2 separate regions of the Zea mays genome follow, and region 1 is linked to region 2. Evidence: chromatin contacts called from public Hi-C data. All regions are on one chromosome and are shown on one strand. The core of a region is the stretch at or near the end of the contact, and the rest is flanking DNA. Distances in the headings are between cores, read along the strand shown.

Region 1 (3,177 bases), core at 667-3,166, 180 kb after region 2:
TTGGTATTTACTTACACTTAGTAATTGCTAATAAAATTTTGACCAACTTATAAAAGCAATGCTCAGCCTCAACCTCTGTTTCATTGATCAGCCTTACACTACATGAACTCCCACCTTTGGTGAGTTCATGCCACATTATTCCCCACGACTTGTTGAGCTATGAACGTATGTGAGCTCACTCTTGCTGTCTCACACCCCCCCCCCCCCCCACAGGAGAAGAACAGGTGGTCGAAGAGGAGCCGCCTAACACTGAGGAGTTCGATCTGATCTAGGTGGCGTGTCTCGGTCGACATTGGCGCCGACGATCCTTAGTTCGTTTTATAATTATTCTTTTATTTTGTAATAAGCCTTCCGCTATGTAATAAATACTCTGATGTTTTGTGACATTTATCTCTATACACTCTGTTATTATATATGTTGTCTTCTTTGGCGCATGTATGAGATGCACCTGGCTTTGTTCCTTAAATCCGGGTGTGACATCGAAACTGTAGGCACTTGAGCACAAATTGATGGAAATACATTGCGTTGAAATTGAAATGTAAATCAAGATCAAAATCAAAGCAGAAATGCACAACACATGATGGGTACGCCAGCATGTGATATTTGACCAAAGAAAACAAACATAAGATTAAATTTGGGAATTTAGACAAGCACAATAATATACAGGGAGATCCTCATGTAACTGAAAGTAACCATAAGATTAAATTAGGACTTTAAAAAAACAATATTACATGAGGAGAGCCTTCTTGTACTGAAAGTGCTGGATATTATCTTTATAGATTTCTTAGTACAACTGTTAGACTAGGAATGATAGTTCTGTTAGGCAATGAATTCACACACATAAAGGAAGAAACAAATAGTCAGTTGCATTCACAAAAAGTTTCTTCAAGAGTTGGTCAGGGTCAGCACCACAGACTCGGTTAATCAAGGTACCAGGCAGCAGTTTGTGTATGCATAGTCAGACAAGGTATGTGTGTTTTTCTCCAATAAATAGTTAATTCTACTAACAAAGTTATATGGTGCATGTTCTATTTCAGCAAACAACTTACCAACCCAGTATAAAAAGATTCAACAGGTCAAAAAGGAAATCCCTCTGAAACAAGCACCAGAGTTAAATGCTACTATACTCCAAAATGCCCATCAGGTTCCACTGGTTGCTGTTGCAACTTCAAAATCACCCCAAAATGCCACAGGCAAGAATGTTCTCATCAAACCTAAACCCACACTCCAATTCATGAAAACAGTAAGCACCAACCCCTGTGTGCCATCCAACATTACAGAAACACCCACGGCGACTAATAATAATCCATGACTGTCCCACCATGAATGGAGTTTTCCCCTAGCAGCATAGAAAATAGATGCTAAAACTCGACAGCTAAATACATCAGATGAGGGCAACAGATGAGATCTCCAATCGGAACGAGCGGGCAGGTCAATACACCCTACCAATAAACTCAGCAGACACGAGGCATGTGCGGGTAAACACATCAGATCAGGGCACCAGGCAAGTGAATGACTCGTCTGCCAAATCCGCAAGGTACAGTAACAGATGACGGACGAACAGGACTCACATGAAGAAGGAGGCGGTGAACATGAGGCCTACGGATACCATGACGACGGCCAGCGTCGGGTACCACTCCACCGGCACGGGGCTCGAGATTGCCTTCGCCGCCTGCGACACGAATCCCCTGGGTCAGCACAGCGGGCTCCCAAGCAGAACCCTGGATCTACGCAAGAGAAGGCAGTGGAGAGTTCACCATTCCGTGAGATCTGCTGCCGCTGTAGTCGCCGCCCGCTCCGCCTGCCTCGTCGCCCCCTTGTCGCCGCCGCGATGCACAAACAACTTTGTGACGACCAGAGCCAAATGGATCCGTCCGGGACGATCGCAAGTTTTAGTGGGCTTCGGATCCGAATAATGGGCTGCCGCATGGTTACGTCCCTGTTTGTTTTAGCTTTTTTTTGGGCTTCTGACCACCAAAAGCTGTTGCGGACTGCCAAACGCTCAGCTTTTCAGTCAGCTTCTATAAAATTCGTTTAGGTAAAAATCATTCAACATCAACATAAACATATAATCGGTTGAATCGTTGCAATAATAGGAATCTGTCACTTTCTAGATCCTGAGTCCTATGGACACATTTATCTTCTTCCGCACGTAATCCTAATGATACTCAGATTCTCTACACAGCTAGATTCTTCCCACAGCCAGATTCTCAGAAAAGTTGGTCAGAAAAAAGCTGAACCAAACAGACCCTACGGACAGGAAACAAAAACAACGGTTTGTTCCTTTTATGGGATAGCCCAACGGGCCAACGAGCCTCACAGACAGGCCTCTTGAGCAACTGGAGTATCAAAGACCCATTGACCGACAAAAAATGATCTATACAGATAGCTAGTGCTAGGACTTAGAGGGTGTTTGAATGTACTAGAACTAATAGTTAGTTGCTAAAATTAGCTGTCGGTGTTTTGGGTCCGACCGCACACCCGGGGTTGCCCCTCAAGATGTTTCTAGGAGTAGGACGCTGTCGACGACTGTAGCAAAATGGTTCGTGCCGATCGCACGAGGGACAGTGGACAAGATTTACAGGTTCGAGCCGCTTAGAGATGTGTAATACCCTACGTCCTGGTGAGTATGTGAGCGTGGTTACAAGAGGGCTCTCTGGATTGAAGACACAGAGAGTTGATGTGGGTGGCTAAGTAAGATAGGGTCGATCGTTCTAAAGGGGTGCCCCCTAGGCCTTATATACTCGACCGTGGGGCAGTACATGGGGATATGATAACAACAAGTAGCTAAAAGGTAGTGAACCTCTTGAGTTTATCCCTATGTAACCCTCGCCGACTTATCCTCGCATGGCTCCGTTGCATGGGGCTTCAGCGCGGGAAAGTCGGGTCTCTGTTGCGATTTACTCGCTCAACGTTGTGGGCCATCCGGGCTTGCACCAATCCGGTATCACGTCGCTCTGCCTTGTTGGTTGTTTCTTCCCAGGCCCACGAAGGAATGACCTCATGATTTATTGGGCCCTTAGGCCTTTCGTGAGGTCTTTTACTCCTTTAGTGGACCCGGGGGATATCTATCCCCCACAAGCCCCCGATCTTTGGGTTAATTTAGAAGTAATCAGCCCAAAGATCCCAGGTCCAACTTGCGGGTGTTTTGAAGAAGAACGTCTTCCTGCTGTCTTC
Region 2 (3,469 bases), core at 248-2,747:
ACTGTACGTGCGTACTGTGCTGTCAACCCAGAAGCAGCCTCCCCTACTCGTATATATACAGGCGCAGAGGGAGGCCAACGAGGCCAATAGACAGTAACGGTTGCCATCAGAGCTACCGTTACACACATCAATGACGTTCGTTACTAGCTGACACCCATTACTGTTAGGAATGAATATTCGGACCAAGGTCCGATCTACCACGACCATGGCCCTGCCCGGCCGGCGGCGTGCGCGTGTGGCAGTTCTTCACCCTTTTCTCATTTTTTCAATAGATGCACCGACGGTCCACCTATTTAAGTTGATTAAATTGTTCATTAAACTTTCGGTATGGTACTAAAGTACTAGTAAACCGTAGCATTAAAGTGGACATCTAACATTGTTTATTATTAATATTAATATGGGTAAGACCCACATTAATTCAATAGATAGAGCCCTACTTTTGCATCTAAATGATTATTACTTCCGTTCTCGAAAATTTGTCGTCCGTTGGTTTATTTTTAAACTAAAACATGAAAAGAAGGGAGAGAGTATTATTTAGAAAAGGCGCCGCTAAATTAACAAACAAAAATTGCCGTCTAAGTTACATTATCTAGGATCAACAGGAGACTGGAAAAATAGAAATACAATATCGTGCCATGACAGAAACAATGGAGAGAGAGAAAGAGAGAAGATGTTACCTTCGTGTTCCACTGGAAACTTGTAACAGTTGTGTCTCTTTAAAATAAGGTCAAATGCAATAGCAGAGAGTCCGGCAAAATATCCCAACCTGACCGGACAATCCGTCCTAAAGCTGTGGCGCAGATCAATGCCGCCGCACGGTCGCACCGGAGCCGCTGTCTGACTGGCGCACGTCGCGCTGCCTCTGCGGACGGGACGTCGAACATGGGACGCACAGAGACACCCCTCTCCGCGCCGCGACCGCGCGGGCGTCGCTGGCGAGCACCCGCCACCGCCAGCGACAGGAGTCAGCACTCAGCAGTGGCCACTATGCTCGCATCGCATCGCAGCGCATCGCATGTGGCGTGCCGAGACTGCCGCATGTGAGTTTCTGCTCCACAACTGGGTATCGCACCAGTCTAGCGCATTGCGGCAAAAGGAGCCAGACGCCGGCCGACCCGCTGCGCGCGGTGTTACCGACCAGAGGGGGAGCAGTGGTCGAGGTCCAACTTGGCTGATTGGATCGGGGAAGAATATTGAGCTCTCTCTTTCTCACTGTTTATGTTTGTGGTAGTGAGAGGCGGCCGCACTAGCAGCCAGCAGCACAGCATGCGTCGCGGACGAGGCCGCTAGTTTGGACTTGGACGGATGCCGGCCGGTTGCATTGATGCACCATGCAAAAATGCCTATAGTTTTCGTCGTATCAGCTGAATGATTTTCGTCAACAATGGCACGACAAAAAATAGTTTTATATCAACAGAAATAAACTAATATCTGTTAGCATATAGCCCACGCTACGATCGTAAGGAGGGGAGAGGAGGGGTTAGCTGTGGCCGCGGTGGCAAGCGTGAGGGAGAGAGGACGGTGGGGACACATGAGAGGGAGAGGTTGGGTCACGGGAGTGAGATGAGGAATTATCCAAATAATATTGTCTATTCAGCAATAATGTGAACTCTTGGTTTTGATGGTGTGTCAAACATATGTGCAATTTGTTTGGTAATTTTAGTAGAGCTTATGAGTGTGGAGGTGATTTGTTTGGGTGGGTTTTATAAAGTTTAAACTAATAGATTATATAATAGTATAGATATTTTTTTACTAGCTTCTGATTCTTACATATTAATAGATAAAAACTAGTGGCTTGACAAATATTCATTAATCGTTAAGCTATCCGTGATTTTGGTTAAGAGGGTGGATGATCCAGCCTCATCCGCCAGTGGCTTCAAAAGCGTGCTAGTAAAATCAAGGCTGGGCATTTGGTTTTACCCCACAATTCGGGTCGGATTTTTTTGGTTTTTAAAAGTTCGGGTTTTAACAAGTGAGAACCGAAATAGACATTGGGTATTTGAGAACCGAATATTCGGGTAACTGAAATTGATAATAGGTTTTCGTGTTTGCCCGAATTATACCAACCATCCGCCAATCTGCCATATAGGCGTCCAACACATACAGGAGTACAGAATACAGACATACAGTCCATATGCACAGGCGGTCCAGCACATCTGTACATACTGAGATACACGCGTTCAGCACAACTTCAATCTGGCAGACTCAAATATACCACAACTCTCCGGTCACCATTCTGCACAAGCATAAGCACAAGTGCACAAGTGCGTTCAGCAATCAGCCCAAGTGCACAACTCCGGTCAGCATTCTGTGATTCACTGATTCTAATATAGCAAAACCACAGAAGCACTGACAGAGACACAGAGTAACAGTCCAACAGAGGCGGCGACCGGCGGGCGGGCGGGCGGGCGGTGACCGGTGTCTGTGGCTCTGCGTCACTGCATGGCCAGGAGGAGGTGCCGCGGTGGCAGGCGTCTGCGTCTGCCCACTCGCCCAGGTGAGAGCCGGGAGGCATGGCAGGCTGGCCGGCTGGCGGCCGTCGGGCCTGCGGCCTGCAACTCTGCGAGTGAGAGACAGTGGATGGCATTGGAAGGTGGCTGCGACGTGGAGTGCCAGACTGCCGGTGCCAAAGTGGGCGACGAGCTGACGACGGTAGACGGCAGAGGCGCAGACGGCACTGGGCACTAGACAATGGCGGGCGGCGGCCACCGGACCTGGAGTCCTGGACTGCCTGCAAGGCTGCAACCCTAACACAATACTGCAGTCTCCAGTAGCACAGTGTCCAGGACCTCCAGGTAAGGCCGGCAGTTCGGCACTCGGCACGACAGGTTTGGGCCTTGGCTAGTTGCCCAGTGCTGGGCGCCTGGTGTCAGCTGGTGTTGGGGCCTGTTCGGGCCTTTCGGTTAACCGAAATAAAAAAAACCGATTTTTTACATTTAATTCGGTTTTTTTGAACATATACCCGAAATAAAAACCGAGTCCTGAAATATCGTTCTATTCGGTCTCGGTTTTGAGTGTTTTGAGTTCGGTTTTCGGTGTCGGTTTCTTTTGCCCAGTCCTAGAAAAACGGCCGACCAACTAGCTGTATAGGTGTACATGTAAGGCAAATCACAATGGACATTTCATAACACTCTTTCCAACACTGCCACATCATGAAGAGTGTCATGAAACTAAGAATAAAACAATGTTTCTCAATGCAAAATTTCACTTCATTATTTTATAGACTAACATACCAATTAAATGTTGCAACTAAACAACCAATAGAAATCAGTAAAATATATGAAGATGAAACAAATTACTCTCAATGGAGGTTTCACACGATTTCCAAGACCTTGGAAACGGGTTGACATGGTTTCATCCCCATGAAACCAATTTCATCCCATGAAACTCATTTATCTTAAATTCTATGTCATGTCATCTAAAATAGTGTTGTGACACACTATTAAATGTGCATGAAACCATCATAAAA

The links. A called contact is a pair of places that touch in the nucleus more often than the background predicts.
Region 1: a contact with region 2 is called in a Hi-C map of leaf, with 4 times the contacts expected there. The contact joins the promoter of LOC100276129 here to the enhancer-like site in region 2. A contact is called at or near these places in 3 of 25 Hi-C or Micro-C datasets (ear, leaf and tassel).

The regions. Positions count from the first base shown.
Region 1 is chr9:72,649,156-72,652,332 of Zm-B73-REFERENCE-NAM-5.0, forward strand. LOC100276129 reads right to left here and starts at 1,917. Exons shown (of 4, transcript NM_001367839.1): 1 at 1,758-1,917; 2 at 1,572-1,672. The coding sequence starts at 1,760.
Region 2 is chr9:72,465,199-72,468,667 of Zm-B73-REFERENCE-NAM-5.0, forward strand. No RefSeq gene overlaps it. Among protein-coding and RNA genes, the nearest start is that of LOC103638469, 21 kb to the left of the region's middle. Within about 2 kb of position 1,498, at least 17 of the 20 cell types and tissues checked have an H3K27ac peak or open chromatin away from gene starts, as enhancers often do. A contact at or near this core is called in ear, leaf and tassel, where this site is marked.